Linked DNA regions of Mus musculus: regions 2, 3 and 4 are each linked to region 1. Evidence: chromatin contacts called from public Hi-C data. All regions are on one chromosome and are shown on one strand. Each heading gives the region's core, a stretch centred on a gene start, on an enhancer-like site or on the middle of the called end of the contact. The rest is flanking DNA. Distances are from core to core; before and after follow the strand shown. Region 1 has its middle 52 kb from the start of Gm26761. Region 2 overlaps Tbc1d1 (TBC1 domain family, member 1). Region 3 overlaps Gm43837 (a long non-coding RNA gene). Region 4 has its middle 13 kb from the start of Gm31363.

What was found. A called contact is a pair of places that touch in the nucleus more often than the background predicts.
Region 2: a contact with region 1 is called in a Hi-C map of liver, with 7 times the contacts expected there. The contact joins two enhancer-like sites. A contact is called at or near these places in 2 of 484 Hi-C or Micro-C datasets (both in liver).
Region 3: a contact with region 1 is called in a Hi-C map of bone marrow-derived macrophages, with 23 read pairs. The contact joins two enhancer-like sites. A contact is called at or near these places in 3 of 15 datasets of contacts at CTCF or cohesin (the NIH/3T3 cell line, large pre-B cells and pro-B cells), 7 of 484 Hi-C or Micro-C datasets (bone marrow-derived macrophages, cumulus cells, erythroblasts and 3 more), 5 of 115 datasets of contacts at active chromatin or transcription factors (bone marrow-derived macrophages, embryonic basal ganglia and embryonic stem cells) and 1 of 9 other capture datasets (embryonic stem cells).
Region 4: a contact with region 1 is called in a Hi-C map of bone marrow-derived macrophages, with 22 read pairs. The contact joins two enhancer-like sites. A contact is called at or near these places in 1 of 15 datasets of contacts at CTCF or cohesin (the NIH/3T3 cell line), 2 of 484 Hi-C or Micro-C datasets (bone marrow-derived macrophages and epidermal suprabasal cells) and 4 of 115 datasets of contacts at active chromatin or transcription factors (double positive thymocytes and embryonic stem cells).

The regions. Positions count from the first base shown.
Region 1 is chr5:64,747,840-64,754,331 of GRCm38.p6, forward strand. No RefSeq gene overlaps it. Among named protein-coding and RNA genes, the nearest start is that of Gm26761, 52 kb to the left of the region's middle. Within about 2 kb of position 3,327, at least 35 of the 459 cell types and tissues checked have an H3K27ac peak or open chromatin away from gene starts, as enhancers often do. A contact at or near this core is called in bone marrow-derived macrophages, epidermal suprabasal cells and liver, where this site is marked.
Region 2 is chr5:64,340,801-64,347,292 of GRCm38.p6, forward strand. It overlaps Tbc1d1 (TBC1 domain family, member 1), which reads left to right. Exons shown (of 22, transcript NM_001310611.1): 21 at 4,452-4,625. Among named protein-coding and RNA genes, the nearest start is that of Gm43837, 34 kb to the right of the region's middle. Within about 2 kb of position 3,736, at least 168 of the 459 cell types and tissues checked have an H3K27ac peak or open chromatin away from gene starts, as enhancers often do. A contact at or near this core is called in liver, where this site is marked.
Region 3 is chr5:64,387,454-64,393,945 of GRCm38.p6, forward strand. It overlaps Gm43837 (a long non-coding RNA gene), which reads left to right. Exons shown (of 3, transcript XR_003955925.1): 3 at 2,276-2,422. Among named protein-coding and RNA genes, the nearest start is that of Gm43837, 13 kb to the left of the region's middle. Within about 2 kb of position 4,133, at least 53 of the 459 cell types and tissues checked have an H3K27ac peak or open chromatin away from gene starts, as enhancers often do. A contact at or near this core is called in bone marrow-derived macrophages, where this site is marked.
Region 4 is chr5:64,435,396-64,441,887 of GRCm38.p6, forward strand. No RefSeq gene overlaps it. Among named protein-coding and RNA genes, the nearest start is that of Gm31363, 13 kb to the right of the region's middle. Within about 2 kb of position 3,461, at least 52 of the 459 cell types and tissues checked have an H3K27ac peak or open chromatin away from gene starts, as enhancers often do. A contact at or near this core is called in bone marrow-derived macrophages and epidermal suprabasal cells, where this site is marked.

The DNA of each region.
Region 1 (6,492 bases), core at 2,077-4,576:
CAGGCCCCCCCTCCCCTCCCCTACCCACCTGGAAGGTAAATTTTTATCTTCACTCCCTGTTGTAGGACAAATGCACGGTATGAAGCCTGACCTACACCGCAGAAGAGAAACTACAGGTCCCCCTGTCCAACCTGGGAGGAAGACCTTCCTTTGAGAAAGGGCAGCAGTCCTTGCCTTCTCTGACCCTCTCAGGGCCATGCTGCCAGCTGCAGAGATGTAGCTGGCAGGCCATTGGCACAGGACTTTGGGTGGGATCTGAGGTAGGAGGACTCATACGCTGTGAAGGGCAAATTCCAAATTCTGAAAATATACTGTGCTGACTATAGCATCTTTTAGCATTTCTGCATTTTTTTTTGGTTATGTATTTAGTTATTTATAATTAAACTGAAATGGAGAGAGAGAGAGGGAGGGAGGGAGGGAGGGAGGGAGGGAGGGAGAGAAGAGAAGAGAAGAGAAGAGAAGAGAAGAGAAGAGATAGCTCTCTGGATCTGGGAAGTCATACGACCCATTAGAAGAAGGCAGGATGTTCACAAAATGCCATATGGTTTCTTTAGAAGAGAGCTGGTCATCCAGAGACCATCAACAGAGCCAGCACAAACAGGTAACACAGAGGCTGTCTCTCTCATGGTCATCCTGTCTATGACGTGTATTTCCCCCCAGATTATCAAAAGCAAAGACACGCACTTTAAGGGGCCAACACACACACAGAGTAAATCTTGCGCATGTCCTGAGACTTGTTTTCTTTATTTAGCACTTAAGTTGGTATTTATCCTTGAAGACCCAATGGATGCAGTTCCCAATTAAACTTGACTGCTGAGCAGTATCATATTGCTTCCCTTGGACCTACCACCTGTATTTTAAGTGACAGTGAGTATCACTCTGTGGATGATCTGGTATATTCCCCCAGTCACTTTGGCCTTTCCTTTTCAGAAGTCTGACCATGGATTCTCGTTGTTAATTTTCCATGCATGTCAAACACCAAAAGGTAAGTTTTTAAAACTACAGGCCAGCATCTTACAGGTACCATACTATATCTTGATGAGTGGACGTTGGGTTTTCTAACTCCCTCATGAAAATAGCAGCCAAGATTGTGCACTTTACCCGTCTAGATATGTATGTATGTATAAGTCACCTGTTGCCTTCTCTGTGTGTGCATTTATGTATGTGCAAGTGTGTGTACATGCATGTGTAGGCCATGCTCTAGGCTGTCTTTCTCAATTGCTGTTCCCCTTAATGTTTTGAGACAGCATCTCTCACTGAACCTGAAGCTCCCAGACTAAGCCAGGCTTTCTGACCAGTGAGCCCCCAGAGAACCATCTGTCTCTTCTTCCTTAACACTGGGATTACAGACATCGCCATTTCTTTTTTTTTTTTCTTTTGTGGATTCTGGGATACAAACTCAGATCCTTAAACATCCTTAAACATGTGACAGGCATTCTACCATGCCCAGCTCAGTCACCCTTGTTAAAGAGAGGTTCTGTAGAGTCAAAGTCAGATTCATCGGAAGTCCTCTTCCTTTCCCAGATAGATTCATGGTGACAAGTATCTCCTTCAGATGTTCCAGATTCTACACTAGTGATAAATAAAGATTATACTTGTTAAAGATGGGGGGTGGGAGATTGAAGAAAGAGAGAGAGAGAGAGAGAGAGAGATAGAGAGAGAGAGAGAAGTGTTTTGAGGGGGAGGGGTGGAGAAGCAGGAAGAAAAGGAAGAAGAGAAAGAAAGAGAAGGAGGAAGACTGACCTGAGCCAAAACCCGCCCTAGGGTGTGGCACTGCAGCCCCGTGCTAGCCTAGAGGCAAAGCCAGGCATAAAGGAGTTATTCTCTCACAAACAAAAGCTGGGAAAGAAGCCCTTTTTCCTTTTCCTTAAAAAAAAAAAAAAGTCTTAATGAAAATAATTTTAAAGTCGCACCCTGAAACTTTGACTTGATACTCTTACATTGCTGCCGTTAAAGTCGGTTTCTCTCTTTCCCTGGAAACTGTCCTATGACGCGTACGTTTCTTGAGGGGGAAAACCAAAACAGTCCCCCTTTCTAAGGACAAAGAACGTGCCGAGTCTTCACAGTTACTCATCAAGCATGCTTAGGCCTCAGCTACCCTGGGCTCAGTCCTAGACAGCTGCTCTGAAACCATGAAAACCATTGCATTGCTAGTTACCGGAGGAGCGGGTGTGTGTGTGTGTGTGTGTGTGTGTGTGTGTGTGTGTGTGTGTAAGTGCTGTGATCGCTCTATCAGTGCTGGGGATGTCTGTGTTAAGGTTAAACCTTTATATTTTAATCTTATGAAGTCCCTTCCATTCCTCCCTAGCTGGGGACACCTTCGGTGGCATTGTTCTTGCCATTTTGTTTTGTTTTTTATTCATTGTTGTTTTGTTGTTCACTTTGAGATAAGATCTTACTCTGTAACCCAAGATGCCTGGAGCACATGGTAACTCAGGCTGACCTCAAACTCAGAACCATCCTCCTGCCTCAGTCTTCCCAGTGCTGTGATTATATACATGTTACCACTTCCAGCTGCATCCCTTTTATCCCTTTGTTCTGGCTGGCCTTGCTCCTATGGAAATGCACTCATATATATCTAATTCTGCAAGGATCTGCAAGGATTTCTCAAATACCCAGAGAGACCCAGAGAAGCCAGATTGAGAAGCCCTAAACTGAGATGGCACTGCCAAGAATCCACATGTAATAGAATCAGAGAGACGGCAGGTGCGATGAACCTGTATAGCAACTGCAGACCAAAGCCAGTCTCAGTATCTGGGTAATAGAGAAAGACCTGCCCATCCTGAGTCAGTCCTTATCAGACACGCCCAAATCTATTATGGGAAACAAGAGTATGTCATCAATACACTGTTATTACATACAGCATATGATGGTGTCCTTGAGGTAATGCCAAGTCACAAGACTTACTGATAATAAGAAGTTCTCATCAAAAACCCATATACCAGCATCAAGTACCAGAAACAGGTAAATGAAGGGCCCTGCCCATCAGAGCCCTTGATCTTGACATCACACACTGCTTATTGCTTCCAGTGTACCAGGCATTCTTAGCCCTTCATCAACTTCAAAGATCTCTCTCTCTCTCTCTCTCTCTCTCTCTCTCTCTCTCTCTCTCTCACACACACACACACACACACACACACACACACACACACACACACACACACACAAACACGAAGGGAGCAAGTGTCATTTTCCTGGGATCTATCTAATCTTTTGCAAGCCTCCTGGCCACAGTCCAAAAATTTCTGTCCTCACAATAACTTGTACATTTGCACAGTGACTGATCTGTGGTAGTCATACACACGGCACTTTAAACATCCCATGGACATGGTTTTGAAACTTCTTACTCGTGGTTTTGAGGTAGGATCAAATCATGTTCATGGCCAGCCTGGAACTCACAACAATCTCCCTTGCCTCTGACTCCCTCCCCAGTATTGGGAATTCAGATATCCACCAGCATACCTGTGCTTTAGCCTCCTTTAGCTCACAGGCTATGCAAGCAGGAGGCATTTCAGAGGCAATCAGAGGCTGATTTATAAATAAGGAAATGAGACTTGGATGATACAGGGTACTGGCACAGCTGTACCCTTCCCCGGGGGAAGGAAGCAATCCTTCAGGAAGTTATTCCACGCTGCCCTGGCTCAAAGTGCACCAAAGTCACCACACAGGCTTTGGTGACAACAGCTCGAGAGACAGTGACATTAGTCCAGGACAGAACGGCCAGAGACAAGGAGTGCCAAACCCTGGTGTCATTGTCATAGAAGCAGAGGCACCCAAATGAGCTTCCCCTCACTCCAAAGGGGGAAGCCTGGTCCACAAAACTAACAAGACATCATATTTAAAGTCACCCCAAAGGAGGCCAGGAAACCAAACCTGTGCCCTGACGCTACCTACCTCTAAGAACGCCAGGGGCAACTCATCCTAAAGCCTGCCTAAAGTAGGGAGAGAAAGGAGAGACCCTGCCCCCAAGCAGTCACCTTTTTGTCTTATCAAGCTGGAAGGATGAGTGACTGCCCTGTTTCCAATGCATTTAAACTGTCCTCAGCCTGAGGACCGCTCTCGGGGTTTTCATTGTCCCTGAAAAGCAAACATAGAAGAGAGAGGGAGATCATCTGAGAGAAACAAACCAGGGAAAGAGATCGGGTGAGGGTGTGACCTGTGGCTCCTGACTAATGCCACTCATGACTCCTCACTGAATGACAGTAGATGACAAACTGAGAAAGAAAGCTGGCATGCCTGAGCACCCGGGCCTGATGCTCAGGCTCAGCAAAGCAAAAGCAAAACAAAGCCAACCCACCGCATGGTCCAGCACCTGTAGCCCCAGCTACTCAGGAGGCTGAGACAGAAGGATTGCATATTAGAGTCTGAGACCATACCAGGGAGTGGTGGCAAACACTTTTAATCCCAGCATTTGGGAGGCAGAGGCAGGCAGGTCTCTGTGAGTTTGAGGCCAGCCTGGTCTACAGAGTGAGTTCCAGGACAGCCAGGGCTACCCAGAGAAACCTCAAATACACAAACAAAGAAACAAACAAACAACAAAAGTCTGAGGCTAGGTAGACAACATTGCAAGACCATGTCTGCTGAAACAACAACCAAACCACACTAATACCGAAACAAACAAGGTTCTATCCCCTCTCCTAGGGGACATAACACTGGAATAGGAGAACATAGCACATAGTTGTTTAACTGTAGTTTTGTTTGTTTATTTGTTTTTCTCTAAAGAAAGTAGTTTAGAGGTTAGAAAAATGGCTTACATGACACCTTGAGTTCTGTCCCCAGGACCCACATCAGGTGACTCACAACCCCCTGACCCACACTTCTAACATTTTTGGGTACCTATACATACAAGCCATATACTCACATAGACTCACATTAATTAATTAATTAGTTAATTAATTAAGATTAAATACATTTGAAAATATTTAAAAAGAGTGGAGCTTATGATGGACCTATGATGGTAGTGTTAACTTCTGTCAATTTATCATTTATGTAGGAAACACCAAAACCATAAAGTCATATATTGAGTATGTCACATATAATACACATGGTACAGAGATGGATCAATGACCTGAGCTTGTCTAATTAGCCTCAGTTGAATTATAATATCTCTAATCTTCCCTACTCCATTACAAGGTGATACACTGATATTCAATATAAGCCCATACACACATATATGCTTATGTAATATAAGCATACGTGTGCATTTATATATGTGTATCACATTGAAACCACCTGATACCTCCAAGTCTCCCCTTCAGCTGAACAAGTTAGTTCACTGGGCATTCAGGGAACAGATCCTGAGCCCTCTTGGGCCACACACATTGTTTGCTCAACCTGTAAACATGTAATTATTTAACTTGCCTTCTAAAATAGCACCACGCCCTGGATATGATGCAAACTCCAGCATTACAAGATAAGTTCTGTCTCAAGTTTCTGCTCGTTAACAGTGCCTGAAGTATTTGCTCATAGGCTCGGGGGCCGAGGCAGAAGTAAACAGTCAGGCCAGCACTACAGGGATGCCCGGGTTACAAAACCCACTTTCTTCTATTGTGAAATCAATGAATGAAGTTCAGAGGGACTCCTGGACAGATGGCTTCATCCCACACCACACTGGTCAAAAGACACCTCTGGCCACCTTCCTGACCCCAATACCCAGGTCATTCTCCCTGCCCCTGGTATCCGTGGCAAGCCTGGGCAACCTCCCAGCAGGGCCTCTTCTATTGCATGTCTTTTGTCTGCATCCGGTCCAATGGATGACATCAACCTGCTTTCCTCCAATAGGCATTGCTCTCCAAGGGCCTTCACATGGGGGGTTGACCTGCCTGGACTTTCTGATCTTTAAAACTACAAAAATCACCCCCCCCCTTTTTTGGTGTGGCTCCTTCTCTAATTAAACAAAACACAATGTCCTGGACATGAGCCTCTGTACTTTGGTACCATCTGATTTTGGGTATCTTGCCTCCTCCCCCACTACCTCAAATATACTCAGTACCAGGTGATACAATGGAGTGGTCAAGAGCAAAACCCAGAGTACTAGAGGGAGAGAGTTGGACACTTGGCATTTGCTTTCTTCCCTTGCATTTGACAGATGGATGGGTGGACGGGTGGCTGGATTGATGGAAGAATGCTTTGCTAAGGTGTTTAGACCAGTGCCCGGAGGACAGTAAGTCCTATTGTATGTGACATTAGATGTTGGTTCCCATCTGCTTCAAGGTTTGGGAGACCATAAGGAGATGGGGGCTCTCTCTGTGGTAATCAGAGAAGGTGTGCTTTAGCGGCTACAGATATACTATACTGGCCAGTTGTCCCCTTAAGGAATGTGGCCCAATGTGACCAGTTCTTCCTGTTTTCAAGTGGCAAAATCCTAATCTCTAGATTAAAAAAGAGAGAGAGAAAGATCTTATTTGTATTATGTGTGTGTGCATATGCAAAGGTCCTCAGAGGTTGGATCCCCTGGGGCTAGAGTTACAGGTATTCATGAGTTGCCTTGCC
Region 2 (6,492 bases), core at 2,486-4,985, 410 kb before region 1:
CTTCCTCCTCCCCTTCCTCCTCCTCTTCCTCCTCCCCTTCCTCCTCCTCTTCCTCCCCCCTTCCTCCTCCTCTTCCTCCTCCCCTTCCTCCTCCTCTTCCTCCTCTTCTTCCTCCTCCTTTTTTTTTTTTAGACAGGGTCTCATTGTGTAGTCCTGGCTGCCTTGAAATTCACTCTGTAGACCAGGCTGGCGGAATCACACAGATCAGCTTGCCCCTGACTCCTGTGTGCTAGGATTAAAGGAGTCCTGTCCTCCTCTTTCTGCTTGTGTGTACCAGCCTGTTGGTGGCACGGCTCACATTCAGGACAAGGCTTCCTTCCTAAGCTGTTCTGCCATGTGTCAGTAATCTCCAGAAAACGCCTTCAAGGGCACACAAGAGCCTTGCTGTACCAATCACGTAACATTTCTCAATCCAGACACTGTGACAAGCAAAGTAACTGTCACACAGAGACTGTCCTGGAAGGGGTTGTCATCACTGGATCACACTGCAGACTCATCAGTCAGCTCACCTGAGTTTAGAACATGTTCTACAGATAAAAATCTAGAAAATCATTTAAGGACAGCTTTTTTAAATAAATAAATAAATAAATAAATACTTGTTTTTTCTTTCAGTAAATACTTATGTAAGGCTTTCTGATCATTGACCAGATAGCTCTGGACAGTCCAGTCAGTCCAGTGCATTGCAGCCAAATGCAGCCTCTGCAGCTCTCAATTACTGTAGACAGGGTGCCCCTTGTTGTGGATACCCAGGCAGGCTGCTCCCACTGCTGTAATAGCCAGTGAGACTAACAGACTGGGGGAAAGGTCTAAAAGTTAAGAAAATCAAAAGTATATAGCTAATTGTACAAGCCACCCGACAGTGCCTTCATTATACCCTGCCTGAAGACTGCAAAGTGAACCCTGAGTCTTCAATAGCAAGTGAGCCAAGAACATAAACACAAGGAGAGCCAGCTAGCAGACCCAGAGCTGGGGAGATAGTTAGCTTCATGGATAATGCCTTACCTGCTAGATTAACAAGCCAGCTTTTTAATGCCAGTGTGCAGTGCCAAGGGCATGCAGCGTCTGGCACATCAGTGCACGCTGGTGGCATCTGTCTAGATTGTTCCTCCTGGGGAGTGGTTTGGCAATAAGCACAAGCTGGTAAACCATTCAGACCCTTCTGATGCCATAGTCCCAACTATCGGGATGCATCCTTAGGAGCTGGCCCCAAGCACAGGGAAAGCCTATGTGTAAGGAAGTTCTCTGAAGAGTCATGCTTGTAATATCAAAAAATTGGAAACTTCAAGATGGCAAACGTTATTGAGTGGTCTGATATGTTTTCGGTATGCTGGTGGGGAATCGTGAAGCCATTTGTACTGATAGTTACCGGGACATGGTGCCACACAAGAAAGCCCTTAGAACATAAGATTATGAGAAAAACGGTAGGTGGGATAGGATATTTGGTGTTAGTTGTGTTACAGCTAGGGAAGTACGCGTAGAACAGTGACGAGGAAAGGCAGTGTAAAGACGACGGAAGCTGTACTGGGGGTTTTGCCCTCCACGCTTCCTGCCTGGGGCTTTATTGCTTCAGTAATAAAGCTGACGGGATGTCTTTCTGACAAAAACTGAGCATAAGGAAGTGAATAATTCCTACTTTGACAAGCAGAAGAAAATGCTCTTTTCAACACCAAAACTCTGGCAACACAGTTTTCTGAAAAGTGTGGAGAAATGGAGAGGCAGGAAGGAGTGGAAGGTTTGAGGTGGGATCTGATATGGAGCCAGACTAAAGAAGACAAGGGCTGCTCCTTGTGGGCTGTGGAGTGACGCTGCTCAGGGCCTGGGTTTTAGACAGCTCAGAGGGAGAGAAGCTGGGCTTCTACAAGTGAACCCCTTCCTATCAGCCCCCCAGTGTCTAACATTTGGTCTTTAGTTCATGGATCGTGCTTTTCTGAGGTACCACTGTGGAGTCAGACTTTAATCTTAGGCCTTTCTGCATCAGTCAGTCACTTGTGATCTGTAAGTAGGTAAGAACAAGGTCCTGATTGCCATCCCTTTATTCTTCAGTCCCTTGGCCAAGGGAAGCCCTACTCAAGGAATAGGGCTCTTGCCCCACCAGACAGTCTGCTGTGGGTTTGGACCATTCCTGGGGCACAGAACAATTACACTGAGACAGTGAGAACCCAAGATATTTATTAAGAACTCATGAAGGCGCAGAAGGGCACAGCCTGTGGTTCAGCTTAGCTTAACATGTCGTCCTAACTCTGTAGAAAAGGCCAGAGACTTTGGTGCCAAGTTTCCCAGGAGAGGAAATGATCTTTACATTCAGTGAGTTTTCCATCCTCAGAATTACACAGGAGCACTTTCATGGCAGTGGGAACCCCACAGTGCATATCCATTGCAGTTCTGCTGAGATACGAGGTTCAGTTCCAGAAGGTCCAGCTAAGATGGAGGCTTTCCAGGCATGCACCGGAACCTCTGTGAACTGTATCCCTTCACCCCCAGCTCAGTGCGGGGAGGTAGGTGTTACGCCCTGTGTGGGAGGCCAGGAACTGAGGCCCAGAGAGACTGAGTCCCTCAGATCCTCAGGGGCAAAGCTGACTCCCAGCCTGAGCTGTCACCAGGGATGGGAAATGCTAATGGTGCCCACTGAGCCTCTCAGGAACAAAAAGAAATCAGGTAGACGTGACAGCACGGGACTTAGTATTTGCATAGACTAACTTTTGAATCTACTTAGTATTAATCATGGAGTTAACCTGAAAACTAGGAAGCTGAATTTTTTTTTTTAAGACAACTGGGAATGGCAGGAATGTGGCAGGGCTTTGTAGGACAGCTTCAGTGCTCATAGGGAAGGGAACCCTGTAGGGGACCCTAGGGGAAAGCTGGCGTCCCACAGCTAGGAAGGGTGTTGGCTGCATTAGTTAGGAAATGCAGTAGAGTACAGCTTCTGTCCTTCAGAAGCCGCAACTCCATTCTCAGAAGAGTGTTCTAGACTGCCAGACCACCTTGAGAGTTGTGATGGTTGCTTTCGACTGTCAGCTTGCCAAGATAGAATCACCTTAGGACTGGTCTAAGACAGTTTCCAGATTAGGCTAATTAAAGTGAGAAAACTTACCCTAAATTCGGACAGTGCCATCCCAGGAGAGACAGCTCCCGGGAGGAGAAAGGAGACAGTGAACTGAGCTGCTACACTTGGCTCTAGGCTTCCTGGCTGTGCGTGTATTGTACCCAGCCATCTCAGGCTTCTGCCACCTCAGGCTCCAGATACCTCAGGCTCCAGACACCTCAGCCTCCAGACACTCCTGTCTCCTGTCACCTCAGACTCCAGACACCCCTGTCTCCTGCCACCTCAGGCTCCAGACACCTTAGCCTCCTGCCACCTCAGGCTCCAGACACCCCTGTCTCCTGCCACCTCAGGCTCCTGCCACATCAGGCTCCAGACACCTCAGGCTCCAGACTCCTCTGTCTCCTGCCACCTCAGGCTCCAGACGCCCAGGCTCTCCACCTCATGAACTGGGCCAAAATAAACCCTTTGTTCTTTGTTACTTTCATTGACCATTTTGTCACAGCAGTATCAGGAAAGTACCTGTTATAGGCCTCTGCTGGGTGACTTCAGCCTGCAGGCTTACCTTATTGGAGAGAGGGCATTGCAGTGAGCAGCAGTCTGCTGACTCACACTGGGCCCACTCCAGCCCTGTCGCTCTTCCTCCTCAGGAGAAAGTGCAGACACTGCCCCCTGGGTGGCGTCTGCACTTTGGGCTTGTTTCACAAGTGTGGCTCTGTTGTCACTGTTGCTGTTAAAGGAAGAGAGCCGGCTCTGCTCATCCATGTGTGAGTGACAGTTGGGATTGGCTCATTTCTGCAGATCTGGGTCAAGAGGACTTTTTCTATAAACAGTCCCATTACTTTGTCATTCTTACAATTCTTAAAAACCCAGCTGAATTGTAACTAAATGTGGTGACCTTGCAAACAGAACATGAGTCCTTTGTCACATTTAACCTATAGTCAGCGTATTTCATAGCATTTGCAGGGAAAGCCGCTAAGAACTACAGTTTTGAAAGTCTTGTCTGTGCCCCTGAGTGCCTGGTGCCTATGAAGGCCAGAAGAGGGTGTCAGCTCCCCTGGGAACTGGAGTTACAGCTAGGAGCCACCAGTGGGTGCTGAGAATTATACCTGAATCTTCGAGAAGGGCAGCCAGTGCTTTTAACTGCTGAGCTGTCTCTCTAGGCCTTGAAAAGTTTTTTTGTTTTTTAAATCTTTTTGGCCTTGTAGAAGCGTGTTAGAACCTATATTTATTCTTTTCCTTTGCAATTACCTCTAGGTGTTTGTTGTCCTCACCGTGTAAAACCATTGACCTTGTCAGAGCTGAGTTTTCTCCTCTCCGTGTGCTTCCACGCGTGCGCGTGAGCACAGGTACCTGTGCCCGTGGGAGGCCTGTCTCAGTGACTCAGCCTGGTGGCTTCTCTACCCAACAGGTGTTTGAGATGGACATCGCCAAGCAGCTCCAGGCCTATGAGGTCGAGTACCACGTGCTCCAGGAGGAGCTTATTGAGTCCTCGCCTCTCAGTGACAACCAAAGAATGGAGAAATTGGAGAAAACCAACAGCAGCTTGCGCAAACAGAACCTTGACCTCCTGGAGCAGTTGCAGGTAGAGCATATTTGCCGAGCGGCTTCCCGAGCCTCTGTGTAGTCGCTCATTAACTCACCAAAGGCACCAGCAGCCCGGGCTTTCCCAGGACCGCAGGACCTTTCCCACCCCGCGCTCTTTGTAGTTGCGATCAGAGGTGTCCCAGGAGAATCAGCCCTTTTATTGCAGAGCAGACAGTGTCCTTGCCACGGTCAGACAGTCCAGGAGCTTTCTGAGAGGCTCTTTCTACACTAAGCTTTGCAGGAGACCAGCTTGGCCCCAGATGCTGACTGCCAACAATTGTGCTTTGAATAATGATGAGAGAGTCTTAAGCTTTTGTTGCCTGGGGGGGAAACAGGCCAGGTCCTTGGAGAGATACTGAAGGAAGGAAGTAACTTAGAAATCTATCTAACGAACTAAATCAGAACAGTTGATGCTTATTTATAAGTCTGATTCGGATGCGAAGGTTTATTAAGCGGCATAGTTCTCCTGTACACCCCGCCCCCATCTTAAGTGGGTGAATGCAGGTAAGGACACAAGACCAGCACTATAAATAGTCCATGCAGAAGGGAGAGGGAATGACCCTGATAGGTGTGCAAAAGTCACTGCAGGGCGTGGCTTCTCTGTCAGTCCATTGGCACTAAGTAACCATGAATTCTCCTTGTTTGATAGTATAAATGAGAGAATGTGTCCGTGTTCAGAAATTATTAGAGTGACACTTTTAAAATAGGTTATTAATGGAGGCTCTTGGCTCCATAGAAATGTTCTCCATCCATATCTGGTTCTGATCTTTCCCCATAGAAAGCCGCCACTTGCTGAGTTTGTCCATAAAGTGAGAAAGGTGGGCATTTGAGTACTCTGCTCCCCCCCCACACACCCCCAGATGCCCTTCTCTCAGCAGTCCTCAACCACAGGAGCGTGCGAAATCAAAATGCTTCCCTTGCTCATCCTAACTGCCAGGAACATCTGAAGTCCCACTATTTAGTCTGTCCTTACTAAAAATATGCTGCTACACTCTTCCCTAGAAGTCTCAGCTGTCACCTGAAGGGAAGTTAAAGGGGACAGAGAGCCTGCTCTGTCCCACAAGGGCATACTGTGCAGTAGACCCTGACCTAGACCTTGAGGTGAGCATGTCCCACAGAGTTCCGCTTTGCTTTGTGAAGCCGCAGCTTTGTATGAGCAGAAGTACACACAGGTTCCTGGGTTAGGCTAATCCTGGGTCCGTAGTTGGAGGTTTGAAAGCAGTCACACACTGCTTCTGTCTGAGGGGGCTGTGAGTCACTGCTGAGAAGCCGGCATACTGAAGGTCACTCATGCTCTCTGGAGCCAGGGCTCCTACACTTCTAGGAGAGTCTTATCCAGGGTTGCTAGCCCACTGTAGGTACTGAGCCTGTGCTGTGCTGGGCACAAGCTGAGTAGCACATTGCCCTTCCCGAAAACATGGGCAAGGGATTGTGGCGTGTGGTTAGGCTCTGTGCTAATGCAGAGGTGGTTTCCTCATGATTCTCTCTGTAAGTATGTATCCCATATGTATTTTCTCCCTTTGTATAAGGTTTTCAGTATGATGCTAAAGTACATAGTACAAGCTATATTGTAGCTTGGTTCTGTTCATATACTTGATGGGCTAACCGAAATTTATTGTTTTTTTTAAATATTTAAGAAAATGTAGTGTGGCACAGAAACACAAATAATACACAATGTTACCTGTTTCTCAGGAGGAGAAAGAAGGCTGGAGTAAAAAAAAAAAAAAAAAGCCTAACAGTTGATGTACCACAGGGAAACCTGTCAATATTAATACTTGCAGTACATTACTAACAATGGATCTTAAAAATTAGGTTGTAAAGACAGCAGTGGAAGTGACTGCATGGGAAAGTTAAATTGCCCTCCA
Region 3 (6,492 bases), core at 2,883-5,382, 360 kb before region 1:
CCAAATAAATTGGCTCACTCTTTTAAAAACCAGCTTCAAAGCTGGATTGGTGGTGCACACCTTTAGTCCCAGCACTCAGGAGGCAGAGGCAGGCAGATCTCTGAGTTCGAGGCCAACCTGACCTGCAAAGTGAGTTCCAGAACAGTGGGGGCTACACAGACAAACCCTGCCTTGGAAACAAAACAACAGAAAAACCCAGCTTCACTTCAAAATTTAAAGACCTTAAAGAATACAGACAAATTCCTTCTGGAGATATAATAGAAATGACTTGAGATCTAATTCCCTATACAATCCCTGTCCTTGTCTGGAGCCTCTGAGCCTGTCCTTTGCCATCCGTGTTTCTGTCAGCATTCTGGGTCTTCTACATTTGGACCAGAATCATCCATTACATTCACAGCATGTCAGGGCTTCTCCAGTCCACTGCCCCAAACTTCCAAATTCCTTCCACAAATCATCTGCCAAAGTCTAAGCAGGATGACTTTGGGGTGTTCATAGAAGTCACCCTACTTCTCTGCTATCTGTTTTCTGTGTTTGTTACTTGAATATCACTCTGACCACTATCTCCAACAGAAATGGTAGAGGAGAGAGATGGTGGAGGAGAGAGATGGTGGAGGAGAGAGATGGTGGAGGAGAGTTTATGTTGGTTCTCGGGTTCAGAGGTTTCAGCTCATCACAGCAGGGAGGGAGTTGCAGAGCTCATGGCTGTCAGAGGAAGTTCTCAAGAGGCTCCATCTGCAGGAAGCAGAGAGCAGTCTCTGGAGGCCCTTTATTGAGTGATCACTACAGTCTATCGAAAGCTTTGCATTCTCTGCCCTTCCCTTCTCAATACCACATCTGACATAGGCAGATCCCAGCCAAGAGTGTGTTGATTAAAGTTTGTGTTTGGGGACTGAACACATGACTCCATAAGCAAGAGCGTTAAAAGACCAGAATTGGATCCCATGATGCACATAAAAAGCCAGGCATGGCTCTATGTGCACCTCTAACCCCAATGCTGAGAAGGGGGCTGGTGGAGAAGCAGAGACATACCATTCCACTTTGTGCTCCCGGCCGGTCACACACTTCCAGTCACCCACCAAGGGACTCTTTCATTGGCGAATGAAAGATACACACACACTAGCTTGTTTTTGAAATGCTGTGATTAGCTCAAAGGTTAGGCAGTGCTAAGCCTTTGCCTGCTACCCCAGGCCCAATAGGGAAGTGGGCAGTGGCCACTTACCAGAATTCTTACACTGCTCAGAGGCTCTCTCTGCCACAGCTCTAAATCTGAGCCATCTCTCAACTCATCTCAAGCCATCTCAGGCAATCCTCTGTCTCCACTTCTCTATCCCAAGCCCTCGCAAATCTAAGTGTCCCGGTCCATCTCCTTTTGCCCAACCATTGACTGCTAGCATCTTTATTGATCAATCAAAAACCAATTGGGGACAAGGTCCTTCAGCATTTGGACACACAGATTCCTGATTAAATCAAAGCATTAGAACCAATCCTCAATACATCAGTCCAGACACAGGTTCAGAGACCCTGTCTAGGAGGAATAAAAAGGAGAGTAATGGGACAAGATCCCAGGTGTCCTTATCTGACTTCTGCCTACATGCATAGATAGACATGTACACATGAACATACATGTGCACATACACGACACACAGATACAAAAGCCATGTTTTTCTTTAGTCTCAAAAAACCCTGAAAAATCCCAGAGGCTGCAAGTTGCTCCTGCTTGAAATCCATGGAGATCACTAAGGCTTCTCTGAGTCAGCTAGGAGTCTGAATGAGCTCAGAAAACCAGGAGCTAACTGTGAGGAGGTGGTAGGGAGGGGGTGTCAGGGTGGGAGGGTTGCCACTAGCTTCTGCAGGGGATGGGGAAGAGGAGAGAGTGGGGAGAATGGAAGGAGGGGACCATCCAGCAGCTGGCCCAGCTGTGTGGCCTGTGCTGTCCTCCCTTTCTGGCCCTCAATTGCTCTTTGAACAGCTCTGCATTTATGGCCACTTGGACAAGCCCCGGCATTGTTTGCCTCTAGTATCTAAGGTCAGAGGCCTTAGAGGAATGGCATGGTTCTATTTCCTTAAATAGTGACTTGGGAATGAAATGAGTAAGCGTGTCTTTAATTAGCCATACCCCAGAGGCCTGCGGGGGTGGGGGGGTCTGGTAGATGGTGGGCCCCCTGCCAAGATCAGCATTGTGAGGCTGGTATTTGGTCCAGGGTGTGGGGGGGGGGGGAGGGTTCAGTGCTATGCATTATTTACCCTCCCTCCTCATCTCCTATTGTCCTATCAGCCTCAACTCCAATTCTGTCCCCATGTCAACATGAAGGATGCCCCGGAGCTGGAGAGAGGAAAGAAGGGAGCCCTTTCTGAGCAACTACCACAGCCTAGGCACTGTGCCAGACACTGGAAAGGGCAAGGTCAAAGATGGAAGGATCGTGCGGAGGTGAGCCAATGAAGGCTGAGCCCAGGCCACCTAGTCCCACAGTGGTGATGCAGTTAAAGCATAAGGGTCCCTGGCACCAGGGGAGGTTTCAGAATTGCTGTATCCCCTTTACTGCATTTTTCACACTCTGTAACCACACCACAGAGCCACCCCTGCTACAATCTCCACCCTGTTTCTTTCTGTTGCTTCCAGAACCTGCCTGGGTTCTCTTTCCTCAAAACCTCCAGGGGGCTGCTAGGCATCTCTACACTCTTTCTTTCTTCTCTCTCTGAGAGAAAATCCCTTTCCAGCCTCCCTCTGCTTACAGCTACCTTTCCTTCTGTTTCTTCAGTTCTTGTTGTCGATGTCACAGAAAAGAAAATGATCATTCAGAAAGAACAAAGGGAGGAGGCAAAGGAGCCTGCAAAGGAGATGCTGATTGGCTGAAGGTTTAAGGATGCTGCAAGTGTGGAAGCCAAAGAGGGAGAAGTGCCTGAGACCACCGCCCAGACAGGAGCCATAGCTGACTGTGGAAGGGAGACTAGGAATAGCCACAAGAAAGAAATTTCCATTCAGAAGGAATGGAACGGGCAAAAGAATTTGGGAAGAAGTTGAGTGGTTAATCTACTCAGGTTTTACCTTCTGATGTTGATGTTTCTAAGAAATTGTGATTGCAGAAAGGGTCAGAACATTTTCTGTCTTCTCAGCTACTCAGATTGGAATTTCAGAGTCCACTTGGGCTGGCAGGCTGAGACAGACAGTATCCCCAGACCATGTCCCCCATACCCCTTCCCACAACTCCCCCCCGCCCCCCCGCCCGTACCATCTTCACCTCCAAGGAATGAGGGAACACCTTGGGCAGGTCTGGGCAGGGCAGGCCTGTTTTGCCCAGGTCAGCTGTGGTCGCCTCAGGAATGAGAAAGAAAGCCTGACTATAAACAAGACTTTTTCCACGATCCCTTGATGTGCGCTCCTTATGGGAGGCACAGGACGTCCAGAGCTCTCTTCTCAGTGTTTGGCTAGGGCTTACCTGGCTTCACGCTCTTCACTCTCCTCTACCTCTTGACCTCACATGCTGATTTGTGCTTCTGGGGTCTTACATAATATGTTATCCTGGAATCATGTTTTAAATGGTGCTTTGTGAAAATGGCATTGCTGGGGCTAATGCTGCACCACAAAGTAATCCCTGGAGATGCGGAGTGTGGTCCAGGGCCAGCAGCATCAACATCTCTTGGGAACTTGTTAGAGATACAGGCCCCAGGGTCCTACCTGTGGGTGGAGTACTGCCATCAGAATTTTAACAAGCCCTATGGTGGGTCTGACTTTTGAGCATGCTCCAATTAGGAAGGAAGCTATTTAATGCCAGGAGATGGAACCCTGGGTTTGTAGACTTACCAAGGAACCAAAAATACCATTTGTCTGCTGCAAGACCCTAGGCTTGTTGCACCAGAGGCAGAGATGTGATTTCTTAGCAAGCTAATGAACCTTTGCTCTCCAAGATGGAGGGGGTGTGGGGGGGGGAGGAGCTTTTGACAAGGATGCAGGGGGTGGGGGACTTCCTGATGGGGGCAGGTGACCTTCACAGGAAGGGTTTTGGTTCCAGCACAACTACTGTGAAGGAATGCTCCCATTCAGAGCTGTAGGATGTCCTGAGGGGGGTGGGGGTGGGGGTGGGTACCTCCCTCCCTTCTTGGAAGTTGCCACACCTAATTCTCTAGCATGCCGGCCGGCTGGGAAGAGGAAATGGACTGTGACTGAAGTGAGAGAAGCTCAAATGCTCGGTGAGGGACTTTTCTGAGGGCAGTGCCTGGAACCAACTTTCAGTGTGGGTTGTGCAATCTCCTTTGGACATCTCTTCTTGGGGCAGGAGAATGGAACCGCTAAGTGTCCTGAAGGGACTTTGGTCCTGGCTTTTCATGATGTAGCTCTGTACTCCTGGGGAGATCCCTCAATCTTTCAGGGCCACTAAAGCCTTGCTCATACACCGGAAATGATGATAGCAAGACGGACAGAAGTTTGGCAGGTTTTGGGTACCATCCCAGGTAAGCACCAGTCAGTGCTGGGTCTAGAACAGTGCACTAAGCTTGAGTGGTGCAGACACTGTATCCCCCACACGCTCACTGAAAGGACAAGGGATTCATAGTCTCCCACTGAAGTAGCTGGAAGGCCACCACTCTGCAGCTATTTCAGACCTTTATGCTCAGCACAATATTACCATGATCCTGTTCCCAGAGCTTAATGGAACTCTAGAGAGGTGTTCTTCATGGTGTTTCCTATTGCTGGGATATCTCCTCTTCTGGTCACTTGTCTTTCAGGAGAGTGGTTGTAAGAAAGCCGTGAGGGCTTACATCTCTTCCCAGGCCTGAGGGAGGAAACAGGTAAAAAGAAGAGAAAAATGAAGTCTCTAGGGTAGAACGACAAGGTGTACAGGAGGTAGCAGCTCCCAGCGGGGCTCAGCTGGAGATGGTTGGAAGAGTGACTGTGTCTCCTTCCATCCGCGAACAGTGCAAGCTTCTGCCGGTAAAGGTCACAGCTTACGACGGGGTCTGTCTTTCTCAACACACGGGCTGAGATACAGGTCCTGGGCAGAGCCACTCATAGGAGGGGTGTCTGGTTCTTTGCTTTTAAGCTGTACCGGTGAGGGAAGGCAACTTTGATAGCATCGTAACTGATCAGAGATCAGTACATTGCATAGACCTTGACCATGCACATGGCTTCCGCCCCGGGTGTTATCCCTAGATATTTTATCGTGCCCCAGAGCAGGTGCAGGTCATGCAGGAGAAGCAGGCTGGAAGGGCCCTGGGAGGTCCCCTTTCTGCAGAGTGCTCTGGCCTGCCAGAGAACAGGAACCAACAGCAACAACAACAACAACAAAATCTGGAACTAATGCGTCTGGATTTTTCCCAAGTGGCCTGCTTTTCCCTGTGGGTGAGCTACAGGGTCCCTCTCATAGCCTGCCCTTCCCTCCTGTCCCCCTGTATGGTCATCTCCATGATGGCTAGATATTCCCTTTGTGGCCACCATTAGAAAGTTCAGCAGGGTGAGCTTTTCAGAAAAGCTGCTATTTAAAAACAGGAACCTGAAAGATACATTAACGGGGGGAAGTGGGCGATTATTTGTCTTTACTATATATAGGAGAGAGTCAGTTTATAACAGAATTATTTTTGTATGCTGTTTTTGCCGGAGCAGCCAGCCTGTCTCCTGATGCCAGTATGCAACTGATTTTTATAGCATCGCCTCCGCTCCATAGGGTCAGTCATCAACTGTCCCAGACCCTTCTTGCTATTTGTGGCTGCTTCTGGTGTCTGGAAAGGAACTCACTACCCATGGAGGTTCAGCGAGTTCTCCTTGGGCTGGCTACATGCAGCCTGAAGTAGAAAGAGCATATGGGTTTTCTAGCTGTACCCCATATCCGTTCTTCCCAAGGTACACTCTGCTCAAGCAGGCAAGTCTTCCTTCCCTGGAAGTGGCTGGTAGTTGAAGAGCCAGGAGAGTGTTTCCTCCACACATCATCTTCTGATCCTTTGGCTGGAATGATTGGTGTACAGTTGGAGACTGTCTGAGTGTGTTCTTAAAGTACCTGTGAATGTGAGTCCATTCCTTTGTGATTCGAAGAGCAGCAAAACGTGGTTTGACCAGTATCAGTGATAACAAGGAAGAGAGTGCTCTTGGTATTCCTGCCATCTGGCTTTCTGCCTCTCAAACGGGCTGGCTTATTTGGCTTTGATGGAGTTCTAAGTCTGTATCTAAAGGGAGTTATTTTAAAATGAAACTTACGTCTCTGAGGATTGTAAGGGTTCAGCTGCTCAGCCAGGGGACCAGGTTTCTAGACTTGGTGCCCACAATGTCTGGCCAGCCTCATTCCCAGCAAGTCACCGCTGCAAGTCACCACCACACCCAGGGTCGGGCATGCTCAGGAATGTGGCCTGTGCATTTGTCTCTGCAGTCTTGGATCACACTATGAGAGCAGTCAGAATATCTTTGTTCTGTGTCCAGGCCACCAAACCCTTAGAGAAGATCAAAAAATGTCTTCTCTTTACCTAGAGAAGACAACAGATGCTTACTCAATGAATGGATGGATGGCA
Region 4 (6,492 bases), core at 2,211-4,710, 310 kb before region 1:
CAATAATGTTCCGTATGTGCTTTGGTGAATCAATAATTCTTTATTCGTGGCTCAATTTAACTAGGTATATGACCTTCTTCCAACTGTATCTGCTTTTCCATAGAGTCCTTCCTCTTAGAAACACAGGCTACACAAGGCTGTATTGGTCAGGAGATGCAATCCTGCTCGAGAGTCTGAACTTCTTTACAGCTGCTTCTGGGGTGGAGCTGTCAGGAGCGTCATCTTTCTAGCCAGAGAGGAGGACTCGTGTGTAAGCAGAGTGAAGAGGTGGCTTGATGGAGCCCCACCCACTGCCACACCCAGTGCAGGACTAGCAGAAGGAGAGACAGCAAGGGCTTTCCTCTGTTGAGTGTTCTGGCCTCCAGTGATAGAGGATGGGTTTGCTAACTGTGGATGCTCCTTATCTGAGAAGTTAACCTTCCAGGCTGAGCAGCTAGAGGTGGATTCCCACAGCCCACAACTGCTCTTTTGAGGGTCATTGAACTCATAGCACAGCAAAGTTGGAATCTGGGATGGAGTTGGCCTGGCTTGCATTTTAGCTGCTACAGTTCAAATCTGGAGATATACCCCCAAGAATACCTGTGTGAGAGCCTTGAGCCTACTGGGCCGAGGTTTGGGTCATGGAGGCTGCCCTTAAGGGGCATGGGGCACATGTTTCTTCTCTCTTCCTTCCAGCTAGGAGCTAAGAGCTTCCTTCCCCCTACTCCTAACATTATTTATTACCTAGCCGCAGGCCCAAAGCAGTGTGTCCATTGGCTGTGGATCAAACTCTTTAAAACTATGAACCCAAGTGAGTTTTTCTCTGGTATTGTGTTTCAGAAATGGAGAGCTGACACACACATACAAAGTTCTCAGGACAGCTCCTGTCTGGTATGAAGAAAAGAAACTCTGTTGCTGGCAGTTCTACTGTTGCTATTTTAACCCTCATCCCTCTATTAGACACACTGAATTTCAAATGTTATAGATCCTAATTGTAGCAAATCACTGAGAAAATGTCTAGTTTCCTATCTTTTTTTTAAAACTCTCTCTCTCTCTGCCTCTCTGTCTTTCCTCTCTGTCTCTTTGTCTCTCTGTCTCTGCCTCTCTCTCTGTCTCTCTCTGTCTCTCTGTCTGTCTCTGTCTCTGTCTCTGTCTCTCTCGGTGTGTGTGTATGTGTTTATGGTGTACACACATTCAAATAAGCTCACCCGTGAGCACAGGCCCAGGCCAGAGGAGTATGTTGGGCATCTTTTTCCATCAAATCTCTCTTAAAAAAAAAAAAAAAGGGCAGGGTCTCTCACTAAACTGAAGCTCCGCACTTTGAATAGACTGGCTAGGTGGCAGGGCAGCTCCTGGGACCTGCCCTGCCGGTCTCTGCCTTTCCACACTGTGGTTACAGGCTCATGTGGCCAGGTCCAGTTTTGATGTAGGTGCTAGGGACTTTAATTCAGGCCCTCTTCCTTTTGCAGCAAGTGCTCTTACCCCATGAGCAATCTTCCCAGCACTAAATGCCTATTTTCGAAATAAGAAACACCATTAGGTTTTGCTAGAAAGACCGAGGGGTAAATTTGTCAAGGTAGGAATGGAGAGAGGCAGCAAGGGGTGTGTAGAGGACAGAGGAAAGGGAGGAGAGGGGCTTCCTGGGGCTTCTGAAGAAAAGCTGATGAGGGATTGACTGAGAGGGAACCTTGAGTTTCGGGCTGGACCAGAGTGGAGGGAATTATCCAGAGCTGGTCTGGGAGTTGGGCTTTAAGGAACCAGAACCAAGAACAGGAATCCTTAGTGGAACACAGAAAACCAAATGAAGTTCTCAATCCAGTCTCATCAGGAGGAGTCAAAGACCCAGAAGGGTGGGAAGGATGGCCTGTTGTAGGTGCAGTGGGAATACCCTTGGACATAGTTGAGTCCAAGGCTCAGCATCTAGAACTGGGTGGGAGGGAGACCGAGCCAGAAGGCGGAGAGGGAAGCAGAGGCTGCCGTAGGCATCTTGGGACACACACATCTTGTCTAACAGGTAGGGCGGATCAGGTGAGAGCAGATGACAGGCACAGAAAGATGACAGGAAGAGGGCAGGCAAGATGAAGTATCAAAACCCTTTCAGCCCTGCCATAGCTAATGGGCCCCTTAGTTCCTGAAGCTGATGAAATGGAAGCTGGTCCCCCTGCCACACACTTGCTAAAGGAAACTTTTGGAGGGAGAATTGCTTTTGTATATTCTTGTACAGAAGATCTTTTGGGACATCATGACCTGTTGAAGATAAGACCCCAGTAGGAACTGGCACATCCTCCATTGGGGACACATTCCTCAGGCCCTGTGTTGCAGGAGGCCATCGTGACATGCCAGCACTTTCTGCGGCTTCCTTCCCACAACCTTATGGGAGTCTGCTTTGCCCACAGATGTGTGCTTGCCGTCTAGCTCGGTGTCTGGCACATGGGAGGAGTTCAACAAATATTTGTTAAGTGAATACATGGAAAATACTGGAACACTAAAAGTCTGCTCTTGCCAGGAGAATTTCAAAGCCCTTTTATATTAACAAATGTAAGAACTCCAAAATCGCCGAGCATTTGTGGATCTGAGAGGAAGGGAGGCTGGGTGCCCACAGGGTTTTGGCAGCAGTGTTGAATGTCTGGGAGCAGAGGTGGCAGGTGTGGTGGCCAGCCCAGCCCTGCAGTGGCATTAGCCTGGGGCTGGTCAGATGCTGTAGTGTATCCATCAGAATTTTAGTGAGGAGCTGATGGCATGTTCACGCTGGCTCAGTTCAGGAGGGTTTAAAGGATGTCTTATAAGAATGACCAGGGTGTAGTAAAGCCACCAGAGGGTGGAAGAAAGTCTGAGTGATATCCAATAGGGCTCTTACCATCCCCGGGGCTGAGAAGGATGGAGTGGATTTGGGGGCTTGGGGGAGGGGCTGCCTTGTAAAGAAGCAATGGCCATCCTGTAACAACATTTATAGAGGACCCTAAGAGAGCTCTCCCTGACTCACTTCCTATCTCAAGGTTTCCTGTTGTGCTTACCCAACAAGGTTCCTAAACCCGGTGGAGTCCAGTTGTAGCAAGTCATCCAGGGCATCTATGGGTGGGGAAGGGGGATCAGGGGTGTGACAGGGATGCAGGCCCTGCAGGAGATTCTGACTGCAGAGTACAGCTCGTGAAGTCACTATTGGTCACGTGAACTGAAATTAGAAAGCACAGAAGTGTCAGGATGCGTAGGGCTGAAACTGACGCAGGGTGGAGTGCCGGGCGGGGCTGGGAGCTCACTCACTCAGGGTGCACACACTTCATCCTTATTAATGATCTGTATGATACGATCGTCTTGCGGGAGATTGGCCAGGATGATCAGATGACAAGGTGTTACAACCCCTTGGAGAGAGAAACTAATGAAAGACTTGTCAGTGGAAAATGCCCCTGGACTTAAGGACAGGATCTAACAGATGAGAGCTGGCAGCGTGGGGCAGTGTGATTCAAAGCACACACATCTTTCAGGAGGCAGAAAACAGGAAGGGCAAGCTGTAAGCATCCATGGGTAAGACAGAGGGGAACTGGGCACGAGAAGCGCCAAGCTTGCTGGGGATTTTGATAGAAGAAAAAAAAAAAAATCTGTGCTGGGTGATTCATTCAAAGAGTGCACCTGTTTGCCTGGCGACCTTGGGGTTAATGACTCAGGCCTGAGAAAGAAGGACACAGAATTCAATCTACATAATGTAGGATGTCCTAATGAAGGTCACTCAGAAAACTCAAAGTAGATGGATAACTTCCTGGAACAAAACTAAAATAGACATTTCCCTTTCTGTTTATTCGTTGAACAGAGTCTTGCTGTATAGCTCCGGCTGGCTTGGAACCCCCATGATTTTCCTGTCTCAAGCTCCCAAATGCTGGGATGACAGAAGTGAGCCATCACTTCGGTTTCTTCCACATTTTTACCACTCTCATTGACTTGCAATTTGACTTCAAAGACTGTAAGCTACAGGACGAGCCTCTAAGCTATGCCTGAAAAGACATCTCCTTAGCCAGGCCTTTGTGACACACCCCTTTGATCTCAGTACTTGGGAGGCTGAGATAGATGGATCTCTGAGTTCAAGGCCAGCCTGCTCTACAGAGGAAGTTCTAGGACAGCCAGGGCTACACAGAGAAATGCTGTCTCAAAAATAAAAGTAAAAAAATTAAAAAGAGAGAAGAAAAGATACTCCTTGTAAAATCTGTTGTAATGGCTCCAAGATACAAGTGGCCCGCAAACTGAGTGCAAAAAAGTAGTTAAAAAACAAAACAAAAGTGCTGACTGTTAAAAACTAAATGTTATAAAGAATTTTAATAACATGTTAAATGTGTTTTGAGATATGCAAGTCTACCATCTCATTCTAGTTACATGCATGCACACATGCATGAACATGCATGCATAGAGGCATACATGCGCACACACACACACACACACACACACGAACACACACCAAAGTGGATGTGTAAGATCACCATGAAATCATTAAAGATGATCAAACATGATTTAGAAATGATGCCAATTTTTGTCTGTCTTTCCTTCCTCTTTGCTTCCTTCCTTTTCTCTTCCTGTCATTTCTTTCCTCTCCATTCTCTCTTTTAAAACAAACAAACAAAAAGGTCTCATGTAGTTCAGGCCAGCCTGGAGCAAAGGCTGGCTTTGAACCTCTAATCCTCTTGCCTTCGACTACCAAGTGCTGGTATTACAGGCAATAATACCCCTATGCCTGGTTGTCCCCACCCCACCCCCCCGCCCTTATTAACACTCCCTAAATCTCTACAGTGGCCGCACAATCCTTTGTAGCATGAGAGTCACCTGTTCTAATCCCCAGTCTTTTCTCATCTCTCTTGCAAAACATAATAAGCTCAGACATTGTGCTGAATAGTTGGGAACAAGACAGATACACAGAGGTGCTCAGAGAGCATTAGGCAAATGACCAAGAAAAACACTCAGGAAACACAAAGGAGATGCGTGCCGCGGTGACACAGGTGACTGACAAGAGACGATGAATTACTGAATCTCAAAGGGAAAGGGAATTTGCTTAAATACTATTTTTTACTTGGTACTGAATAGAAATAATAGCCAAGTCAGTCCAGGATGTGGGGGGAATGGAGCTGGGGAGTACATAACTGTTGATCATCAGGACTCAAAAGAACCATCAAAATCAGTCTCATAGTCCATCAAGGCAAAGGCCTCCCATAGTATCAAATATTATAGTCGCAATATGACACGTTTCTAAATGACCAATCAAAGCATATTTTATAAGCAATACTGTGGATTATCACAGTGTAGCCTCCAAAACAAGACTCCAAAGTTATACCCACCCTTAATACACTCTTAAAACACCTTGTGTTTGTTTATTTGAATTGTGTATGTGGTTTTTTTTTTTTGTTGTTGTTGTTGTTGTTGGGAGATAGGGTTTGGTTTTTCTTGTATAGTCCAGGCTAGCCTAGAACTAAAAATCAACCCAGAGTGAGGGATTTTACGCACACATACCCTTTCTACCTTGCTGAATGTGATTTTTTGGATCTTCTGAGAATGTCTGAGTTCTAATGCACTGGGCTTGCATGGGTCTAGGGAACCCTGTTCCTGCAGAATCCTAGTTTAAGAGAAATCACAGCTGGGGTATAATTTGCACGACAGGAAATGCCATGCGCTGTGGACACTTATTGAGAACCTATAGAGATGGGGATTACAGACAATTTTGAGGTGAATGAAAAGTCAACCAGTTCTCACTTCTGTGTCTTGCATTTTTCCTGCTTCTCTGGAACTTTCCCAATAACTTAACTACCCTCCCTCCCCTACTTAGCCCAGCCCCTGCCTCCCTAGCCCCACCTGCCCCCCTTAGCCCAGCCACCACCTCTCTAGTCCAGCCCTGCCTGACTCCCAAGTCAGGCTATTTTCTATATGATAGGTGCAAGTCAAACATGGTGGTGAAGTCTCTTCCTCTCCCTGCTCCTCAGAACCGCTTCATTTGCCTTCCCCCTGTCTTTCCCACACAGCGTATGGAGTCACCTGCTGCAGGAGCAATGTGCCTGCTCTTTCCACAGGAACTAGAGATTGATGGCCCTTGATCCTTCTCTTTTCATTCTTTTTAGGGCCCCAGATTAAGCTCTGTGTGCCCCGGAGTGCTGCTGCTGACAGGGGCACTTAGAGCCCCAGACCCTCTGTATCTTGGTTATCCTGTGCAGAACAGTTTAGAAGACTGGCACATTTGCCAAGTCTGAGAAGACAGACGTTCCCTAGGGCCTTCCACAGAAAACACTAAGTAATGCAAGTTCTTCCTAAGGTGAGACATAATGACTTCATCTTTCTCACAAGTCTTTAATTAGAGGCCCCATAACAGACATATCATGTTAAATGGGACAGGCATTCCATTAGAGGAGAGAGAGAGAGGAAGCTCTCTGGTCAGAACACAGTGTTCAACCGGTTTGATGTTTGTAATGAAATCTTCGCCCCTGAAGACTGTCCCCATCACGCCTTAGCTTCTGAAGGGGCATTCTAACAAAGCTGGGAAGTGCT